Linked DNA regions of Mus musculus: regions 1 and 2 are each linked to region 3. The links are chromatin contacts, called in public Hi-C maps. All regions are on one chromosome and are shown on one strand. Each heading gives the region's core, a stretch centred on a gene start, on an enhancer-like site or on the middle of the called end of the contact. The rest is flanking DNA. Distances are from core to core; before and after follow the strand shown. Region 1 overlaps A230028O05Rik (RIKEN cDNA A230028O05 gene). Region 2 has its middle 23 kb from the start of Tprg. Region 3 overlaps Gm32196 (a long non-coding RNA gene).

Region 1 (2,779 bases), core at 95-2,594, 94 kb before region 3:
ATTTCACAGCTCGACAGTGGATACTAGCTTCCAGTGAAATCATTAACTTATTTATCCTGTATTTGACGGGCTGTTTTTTAGAGATGAAACCAAGGTTCACCAGGAAAAGCCTACCTAAACAGTGTCATTTAGGTCCTGGGGATTGTGAGTAAGGTGGTGACCGGGTACAAGGTACATTTTTAGCCTATGTTGCAGGTTCATCCTACTGATTACTGTATGACCTTGATGCCTGTGGCTGGTGTGTACTGAACCATTATGTGTAGGATTTAGGCTCTGAAGTGTCTCCTGGTTCCTTCATTCTGCTCTTGGAAATGTCAACACTGCTGCGGATTGACTGGTGACACTCAGTCATTCTATCTTGGAGTCTACATACAAGCTAAGAAATGACAGTTCCCACCCTTACACTGGTGAGGACCAAAGGGTGGAAAGACATTGAAGTGGGATGCGTCGAAGTTCCAGATGAAAGCTGTCATCCCTAAGTTCATGTTTAACCACATAATGATGTCTGGCCACACCCTTACTCCTCATCTTATGGCGTTCCAAAGGAAATTTTGGATTTCAATTCTAACAAGTTAGTCTCCAATGCAGAACATGAAATATGAATTGTATCTCATGGATTCTACAGTTCAGTTCTCTTAGACAAGGACAATGAGACTTTACAAAGCTTACCCACTGGACCTGACCAAAGAAACAGGCAGGAAATCTTAGAGTCAGGACCACATCCCAGATGCCCACTGGTCCTTGGTGTTCCTTTTGATTTGTAAGCTATGTGTTGGAGTTTGGTCTCTAGGTTCCAATGGATAACTTTTGCTAGGTTAAAGAGTATCAAGATTGTTCTTGGCCTCTGACAGTTTTATGGATCTGCACTATCTATTTCTGGTCCAGTGTTGATTCTGTGCTATTGTTTGAGCTCTGTCCATAATATCTGCCACTGCCTTTAAGAGAGAGAGAAAAAATGTTCTCTTGTGCCTCACAAGACAGGGAGAGATAGACAGGGTCAGCTTGAGCAGATTGGCTGTCTCTGACACACACACCTGCCTTGGCTGATATTTGCTTGATATTTGCCATCCTCAGCTGCTTTCCTGTGCAGTTAGCTACCTTGTACTTCTGAATCTATAGCTTAAAAACAAACAAACAATTAGTTCTTCCACCCCCTCCTACTGAATGTAGCACTAAAACATCTGCATAGATAGAATTTTGTGAAAATGAGCAGAAAATTTGAGGCAATTCAAGGAGGACCAATAAGCTCTCCTTTAAGTCACCATGAAACCCAGATAACACAGTCGCCCTCTTCTAAAGGAAACTGTCCTTGTCCTCCCAGAGTTTTCCATGGCCATGCCCAAATCTTCTCCAAGAGCGCCCTCTGCTGGATGACATCAGGACCCCGACAGCCTCAGCCATCTTGGAAGTAGAGCCAACTGGAGTTTTGAGAGAATAAAAAGGAAGGTTGGAGAGAAAGGGGGTTGGTGTTTTGGGTGGGGAAGGGAAGATATTTGAGGGGAGGGAGAGAGGGGGAGGGGAGATTACCACACTGGGAAGCTCCGAGGCACCTCTATTTGAACACCATCCTAAAATAAGATGTGTTCCATCCATGACGTCCTTATGCCGCTCTACTTCTATTTCAATGTATTAACTTAGTACTAAAAGATGATCACATGTTTTAAAAGAAAAGAAGCAGATGGGGAGACCCACAGGCAAACATCAGGCAGAGTTTGGGTGACTTGTGAAAGAATGGGGGATAGAACTGAACAAGCCGGAGAGATCAAGGACACCACAAGAAGACCTACAGAGTCAACTAACATGGGACCGTGGGGGCTCACAGAGCCTGGACCACCTACCAGGGAGCATGCAGGAGCTGGACCTAGACCTCCTACACTTTTGTAGCAAATGTGCAGCTTGGTCTTTATGTGTGTTCCCTAACCAATGGAGCTGGGTCTGTCTCTGTCTTTGTTCCCTGCCATTGCATCTCCTTCCCCCTACCTGGTCTCCCTGGTTGGGCCTCAGTGGGAAAGGATGTATTTAGTTCTGCTAGGACCAGAGGTTTCAGGATGTAGCAGTTACTAAGTGGGGGACTCCCTTTCAGGGACAATGGGGGATTTGTAAGGGTGGGGCTAGGAAGAGAGCAGGAAGGGAGGGCTGTAATTGAGATGTAAAATGGAAAAAAAAAAAAAGAAGAAGAAGGATCAAAGGAGAGGAAGAACCAAGAATCTCCCTTGATATTGATGATTCCTTGATGGATTACAAAAGATAATTTCATAAAATAGCTCAAGTTCTATTTGAGATTTTATTATTCTTTCAGGTAAGTTCTCCGTCAGCTAGTCATTCCTACCCAGGGATTGAACAGTTTTGGAATTCAAGGCATATTTGTAAGTTCAGTGACTCATTACTGTGCTTGCACTTCATTTAGTATATTTAATTAGCATATTTATTCCAAAGAAGACCATAACTTCAAAACACTTTTTTAGAAGAAGAAAATGCATTAGCAAACTTTAAAAGTATATTTGAATATCTAAGTCATATTTTAAATTAAGCATGTTTGGGTAAATAATCTCTCTCTCTCTCTCTCTCTCTCTCTCTCTCTTCCCCCCTCCCCACTTCTGTCTGTGTGTGTTTGTGTGTGATTTTAAACAAGAAGAAGGCCTCCTATAAATAGCCTTTTTAAGGCAAGCTCTTGTTGATAGATTGAATTTTGTCTTTAAGACCGATGTTAGTGTGAACTTATTCATTGGTAGGAGTTTGCTACGAAAATATAGAATTGGAGGGTTGATAATCTTTAAAG
Region 2 (3,061 bases), core at 235-2,734, 110 kb after region 3:
CTGCCAAAAAAAATAACCAGGAGAATAGGCTTAGGGAACAACTGGTGGAGCTGGACTGTCAAGAATTATGGAGAGAGTAATAGACACTTCCCCCGTTTTCTGCATCCCGGTTACCATGCCAATAGGCAGTAGAGGGTAGAGAAGAGTGTAAGCTAGCTGTGATAGAGGAACGAGGAAGGGAAACTCTTGGCCCTTTTACTTTAGGGCTGAGAGGACTTTTGCGTGCCTCTAGAGCTGTTCGGTTGGCTTGGGCATCACTTCAGAGTCCCTTGGTTTCTGGGGCACTTCAGAGACCAGCAAACACAAAGAAGTCAGGGATTCTGGTTCTAGGCTGCTTCAAAGTTCAAGCTTAGGGCTGTCTCACTGTGCTCAACAACTAAGCTGGCAAGTCCTCAGGGAAGACACTAGCTTCACAGTATTACACATGCGCAGGGAATTGCTGGTGATTTTCACGAAAGCCTGGGATTGTTATCAATGGTAGGGTCCATCAGTGGAACGTTTATGACTTCTGTCTATCTATACCCAGAAGAATATTATTTGGTCATTAAGACTTGTTGACTTCTTAACTTTGCAGTATTGTGAATGAGTCTGGAGGGCATAGCTAAGGGAAACAAGACAGGCCCAGAAAGACAAATACCACAGGGATGACCTCACCCGTTTGAGAAATCAAAACAAGCTGATGTCATACGTGTAGACTGGGAAAGTGGTAATCAGACAGTGCAGAGAGGAGGCGAAGGAAGGGAGAGTCTGGCCTATGCCTAACTGGGTAAAAGGAAGACGGTCTGTCTGTCACTATAAGCACAACTGTATAACTATGGTGAGTATTGCTCTGTGTATTTCCAAACACCTTCCACAAGAGAAGAATTTAAGTGTTCTCACAATAAAAGATTATAAATGGCTGAGGTAATTTAGATATGATAAAATACCATACTGATTATTACACAAAATGTTCTTTTTTATTTTTAATTTTTATTTATTTATATTTTTCAAAATATTCTTATATCTAACGCCTATTGTGCCTAAAAATATGTATACCTATTACATGTCAAGCAAAAATACAATAACAACGTTTAGAAAAAAATGTCAGCACTGGATATTTGTCTGACATTTGTCAGTTGCTCGGGTCTGACAGATGGATGTGGGCAGGAAGCTCTGGGACCTCAACAGACGCTGACCATCAGTGGGTGTTGGTGACCATTCCTCCCAGTTCCTGAGAAGACGGTCACCTTGTCCTTGTGAAGATCAAACTGAAATATCTATGTTCCTGCATCATGGAATACAGTTGAGCCTAAGGGACAGAGTTGTCAGGAAAGGGAGAATACAATGGCCACCTGTTATTCTTATTCGGGGGTGTGGGAATCCGACTAGCCAGTCAAAGGTTTCTTTCTGTCTTCAGAGACACGTTTGTCTGCAAGGGCAGAGATGAAAGGCACTTGTTACAAACCCTTCTTCTCCCTCATGCTGGGAGAGAGACAAAATGTCCACCTACTGCCATCTGGTGGTCATAGTTTGCACTGCAGCTTGAGTTAGCCTCTTCACTTAGAAAAGGGTCCGCTATATAGAAAAGCAACAATGAATAAACATGGTTTCTGGCCTTGAGGAACAATCAGTCCAGTAGACTTAATTGGCATGCTAGCATTTAAAGTAAAATGTGCAAGGTGTTATCAAGACGTAGCATGGGGAAGAATACCTTTGAGTTGAGTCTTGAAGCATCCTTTGTCACTTTGTCACTTTGACAAAAAGGAGGAGGCTTGTTCTACATACAGAGCACACCCCTTTGCTAGGTTAGCACCCGACTTGTTGATAAGGGATATGGGAAAGAAGGGACAGGAACGAACTGAGACAAAGGTAGGATCAGACCCCAGGATCCTTGAAATGCCTAACCAAGGAGACAGGTCTGCTCTAGAGCATTAAGCCAGAATATAATGGGGTCAGAGTTTGCTGATAAAAGGCAGACCTCCATTGTCTGCACATAAGCTTTCCAAGTATTCATCAGTGGAAGTCATTATTTGAAATACATAGAAACATCATGGTTATGACTGAAGACAGAGTTTGTAGGTCAAAAGTCATTTCAACACCATGTCCCACATGATTGGTGCATGCCAACACTTTTTGACAGGCCAAATGGCTCAATAGAGCCACATTTAATAACCCCTGCTGCAGGAGAGGTTCTAACCTAATATGATCAACACCTTTGTGGTTTTAGAGCCCACTGTACTGTCCAGCCTACAGTAGGCTACTTATAAATCAGGTCTGAGATAGTAGTCCCCTGTTCTAGACCTGTTCTAAACATTTAGTTTCATGGTCATCCCAATTTTATTGGTCAGTTTCCAAACAGGACCTAGATCCCTCATCCCTAGCTTCTAGTTTTATTTTGTGAGAGAAAGGTTGGTATTAGCCATCTCTCTAGTCTCTACTAAGCATCTTTTGTCTGCCACCCCATGTATCAACCCACATTAGGTGTCTCCAACCTACTTGTCATCCCCAACCCACAGATTGCCTGATGCAGTTATGAGAAGCATCACCTCACATCTCACAGCGGCATTCGGTCTACGAACCACACTTTATACTCAAACTTCACTTTGTACTCAAGAACTTTCCGCTATATGGCTGCAGGACCCCGATTTGTGACAGAGTGCGGCTGGCTGCATGGCATTGCCTTCGGTGAGAAATTTCAGACCAATAATTGACCAAGCGTGAGTGGCCTCCTGATGGGCAAAGACGATTCCATTCCCCAATGCCATTTCTGGTGCCAACCGCAGATTCCCACCCACCAAGCAGTATTTCCTGTGATTCGCCCTCTTGTTCCTTGTCTTTACTCACGCTTTGCCCACTCTATCTGCACGGCAGGGTCAGTTTGCTCTCACTCTCCCACATAACTTCGCTGTTTCAAGGCTGTGTCCGGAACTGCCTCCTTCTCACCATCTGGCCACTATCTGCCATGCCTTCCCACCCGGCCCCCACCTTTCCTTGGAAGCCTTCACGCAAAGATGCTAACTCACTCAGTGACTTTTCCCACAGTGCTCAGTGTGTTCCCTGTGGCCGGATAACTACTTCCACA
Region 3 (3,041 bases), core at 455-2,954:
CTTGCCTTTTGTGAATCAGAGCTAAACTCATTCCTTAGGGTATTAATTATTGAATGGTACATCTTCTGGAGGTGTTGAATTACAAATCTGTTCTACCATTCAAGTTTTCCTCAAGCCTTTAAATGTCTTCATCAACATTAAGTCAAGGGATATGAGCCTTCCTTTGCTTGTTCTTAGAAGGCTATTCTTTACTCTATACTTCAGCGAATCTGTCAACTAAACAGTTAGTATCCATTGAAACTGTGTGATCTGCAACTAAACCAAGAATCTCTTGTCAATGCATCCATATTGTTACAGTTTTATGTTCCCTCTAACACTATTCCCTACCACTAGTTACATTCCCCCACAAACTCCAAAAATCTGCTTCTGTAGATTAGAACACTAAAGTTCTTTAGAGGTATAATATACCTTGTCATTGGTGACTTGTTGGACATACAAAGGTTGAAGACCGGCTGTAGTTCTAGATGGGTGAAGAGCATGGCTTCTGAGGGACATCATCATTGTCTTGCATGGCATATTTTGCAAAGACTGTCACTGTCAATTCTGTTGACTGTGCGGAATTAATTGCCCCAGGCAGGAATAGACAGGGCAATACTGCAAGGGGCAGGGTTGAGAGAGGCATCTGCCATTAAGAGTGGGGAAACTAAGGTTAAATAAAACCATTAGAGTCTGACAGTTCAGTCTTCTCTATCTCATTAGGGCTCCCCCCCATCTCCACCCCAAGGAACAAGATCACATCCTTTAAATTGGAAAGCCAGATACAGTTACCACCAAGACCAATAGAGAAATTCATCCTTATAATTCAGTTTCTCTAGAACTGCCCCTTGAATTGGGCAGTTATATAAAGGAAGAGAACTGATGGAATATATCCATATTATAAAACAGAGTTCACTAGATTGGCTTACAGGATAGAGGCTGGGTAGTCAGTCCAACATTGACCACCCAAATGCGGGAGCGGACAAAAATCCAGTCCTTGAAGCTGGATTTTTTTAGTAGTCCCAATCTGGTGCTGAAGAAAGACCTGAAGACTCTTGGAGAGTTTTTTGTCTTTAGACCTCTTTGGAAGACCAAAGAAGCTGGAGTCTGGGGTTGGAGAGATGATTTATTTCCTCTTGCAAAGAAGCCAAGTTTGGTTCTCAGCACCCACACACATTGGCTGGTTCTCAACCACCAGTAACAACATTTCTATGAGACCTAGCTACCTCTTCCAGACTCTATAGGCACATGCCTTCAACTACACACATCCAGTTCCCAACACACAGAAATGCACATAGTTAAAATGAAAATGGAAGATACTGGAATCTCTGGCAATGGCAACAGAGAACAGCAAGAAGCCTCTTCCTCACCCAGGCAATCCTTTCTGGGAACTCCCTTACCCAGAGGTGTCTCTTAGTTGATTCCAATTGGCAATCAAGATAATAATAATAATAATAATAATAATAATAATAATAATCTTGATAATATTATGTAGGCTCTTTATAGCATTAGGGTTTCCATGACTGAGTGTTCTCTTCCCAATTGTCACCCATGGGTAGAATAATTTTATGATTTCCTAGGAAGCAGACTGTGACCAAAGTCAACCTTCTGGTTATTCTTTTGAATGATTTGGGTGACAACTACCCCCAGGGTCTGGCTTGTGGAGAGCACACTTTTCAACGCCTCAGCTCACACACTGTGATGTGCTGAAATTCTTTGACTCCCAGTCTTTGAACTGATTGAGGGCATGGTGACACTGACATTTTTGCCTAAGGCTAGTGGTTGAGTCACCCTTTGAAACTAGCAGTTGGGTTATGATCCAAAGATGTCAACTGGCTGGTCACAAAAGTTTCCACAAGGATGTCATTAGGAGAAGTGACTTTCATTACTGGGTCTGGTGAGACAATGGGGCTTTGGAATCACAAGTGCTGTTTACAGCAGTTAAGCTCTGCCTGAGGCAGAGACACAGAACTTAACATTTTCCACATTTCATTTTTTCTTTACTAATTCGATACAAATATTTTAGTGGCATTGTGTTTGCTATGCAGGCATAAGTGCAGGTAGGAAGACAGAGGAGAGAGAAGGGGGTGGGAGGAAGAGGGGTAGGAGGAGGGAGAAGAGGAGGGAACAAGGGCTTTTATTGGTAAACAGAATGGAGACCATGGCCTGTATTATGCAAAAGAGGATAGGTGCTCTAGGGACTTGGGATATCTCCAGGTCAGACAGGGTCACCATGAACAAATAAGAATTTCAGCTGTGTTGCCAAAGACAGCTGTCTTTAATATTACTGTTGAAGAATGGGGAGGATGTGAAGGTTAAGAAGTGCATTAGCAAATGCAGACAGACAAAAAAGTTTGCTTTCAAAGAGGAATGGTCTAGGCTGTAGAAAGTGAGGGAGAAATTTGGGGAAAACATTCTCAGGAAGACACTTGACTTGTAGAAGTTTTGATAACTACAGAAAATAGACAACCACTGGTATTTCTGAGGGGCATGCTATGGTAAGAGCAAGGGACTGACATTTATTTACTTAACCTATGACAGTACAATGTGAAAGGGCTGCTGGATCCTGGTTTAGAGGCCATGGTTCTCAACCTGTGGGTTATGAACCCTTTAGTGATCACCTAAGATCATCTGAAAACACAGATATTTACATTATGATTCATAGCAGTAGCAAAATTACAGTTATAAAGTAGCAACAAAAATAATTTTGTGCTTGGGGGTGTGTGTCACCACAATGTGAGAAACTGTATTAAAGGGTAATAGCATTGGAAAGGTTGAGAACCACTTGTATAGATTAATGAGTGCTAATAATTAATTAGCTCTTTTGGTAATGTATTGCTTATCCTGGGAGAAAGAAAATGAAAAATCTGGTGACCAGAGTATTTATTATTATTCCTGCAAAATATTCAGATAAAACTTTCCTACTTTGCAAAAGCTCATTTATCTAGTGCAAGCAGAGATTATTTGTAGAATTTCTTTAACTATGCTTTTCATTGGTTAAACTGTATTTTAAACCAGTACTTTAAAACCCAGCTTCCTCTTCTGCAAACTGGGGAAAATATGTA

Evidence for each region. A called contact is a pair of places that touch in the nucleus more often than the background predicts.
Region 1: a contact with region 3 is called in a Hi-C map of muscle stem cells, with 2.3 times the contacts expected there. The contact joins two enhancer-like sites. A contact is called at or near these places in 1 of 15 datasets of contacts at CTCF or cohesin (large pre-B cells) and 7 of 484 Hi-C or Micro-C datasets (B cells, epidermal suprabasal cells, large pre-B cells and 2 more).
Region 2: a contact with region 3 is called in a Hi-C map of muscle stem cells, with 1.5 times the contacts expected there. The contact joins two enhancer-like sites. A contact is called at or near these places in 4 of 39 promoter capture datasets (3T3-L1-derived adipocytes, the C10 cell line and liver), 1 of 15 datasets of contacts at CTCF or cohesin (pro-B cells), 5 of 484 Hi-C or Micro-C datasets (the 63-12 cell line, brown adipocytes, muscle stem cells and 2 more) and 2 of 115 datasets of contacts at active chromatin or transcription factors (bone marrow-derived macrophages and fibro-adipogenic progenitors).

The regions. Positions count from the first base shown.
Region 1 is chr16:25,063,392-25,066,170 of GRCm38.p6, forward strand. It overlaps A230028O05Rik (RIKEN cDNA A230028O05 gene), which reads left to right. Exons shown (of 3, transcript NR_040374.1): 2 at 1,322-1,446. Among named protein-coding and RNA genes, the nearest start is that of A230028O05Rik, 5.1 kb to the left of the region's middle. Within about 2 kb of position 1,345, at least 30 of the 459 cell types and tissues checked have an H3K27ac peak or open chromatin away from gene starts, as enhancers often do. A contact at or near this core is called in muscle stem cells, where this site is marked.
Region 2 is chr16:25,262,462-25,265,522 of GRCm38.p6, forward strand. No RefSeq gene overlaps it. Among named protein-coding and RNA genes, the nearest start is that of Tprg, 23 kb to the right of the region's middle. Within about 2 kb of position 1,485, at least 86 of the 459 cell types and tissues checked have an H3K27ac peak or open chromatin away from gene starts, as enhancers often do. A contact at or near this core is called in brown adipocytes, fibro-adipogenic progenitors and muscle stem cells, where this site is marked.
Region 3 is chr16:25,156,682-25,159,722 of GRCm38.p6, forward strand. The region is part of intron 1 of Gm32196 (a long non-coding RNA gene); the gene reads right to left. Among named protein-coding and RNA genes, the nearest start is that of Gm32196, 20 kb to the right of the region's middle. Within about 2 kb of position 1,705, at least 10 of the 459 cell types and tissues checked have an H3K27ac peak or open chromatin away from gene starts, as enhancers often do. A contact at or near this core is called in brown adipocytes, fibro-adipogenic progenitors and muscle stem cells, where this site is marked.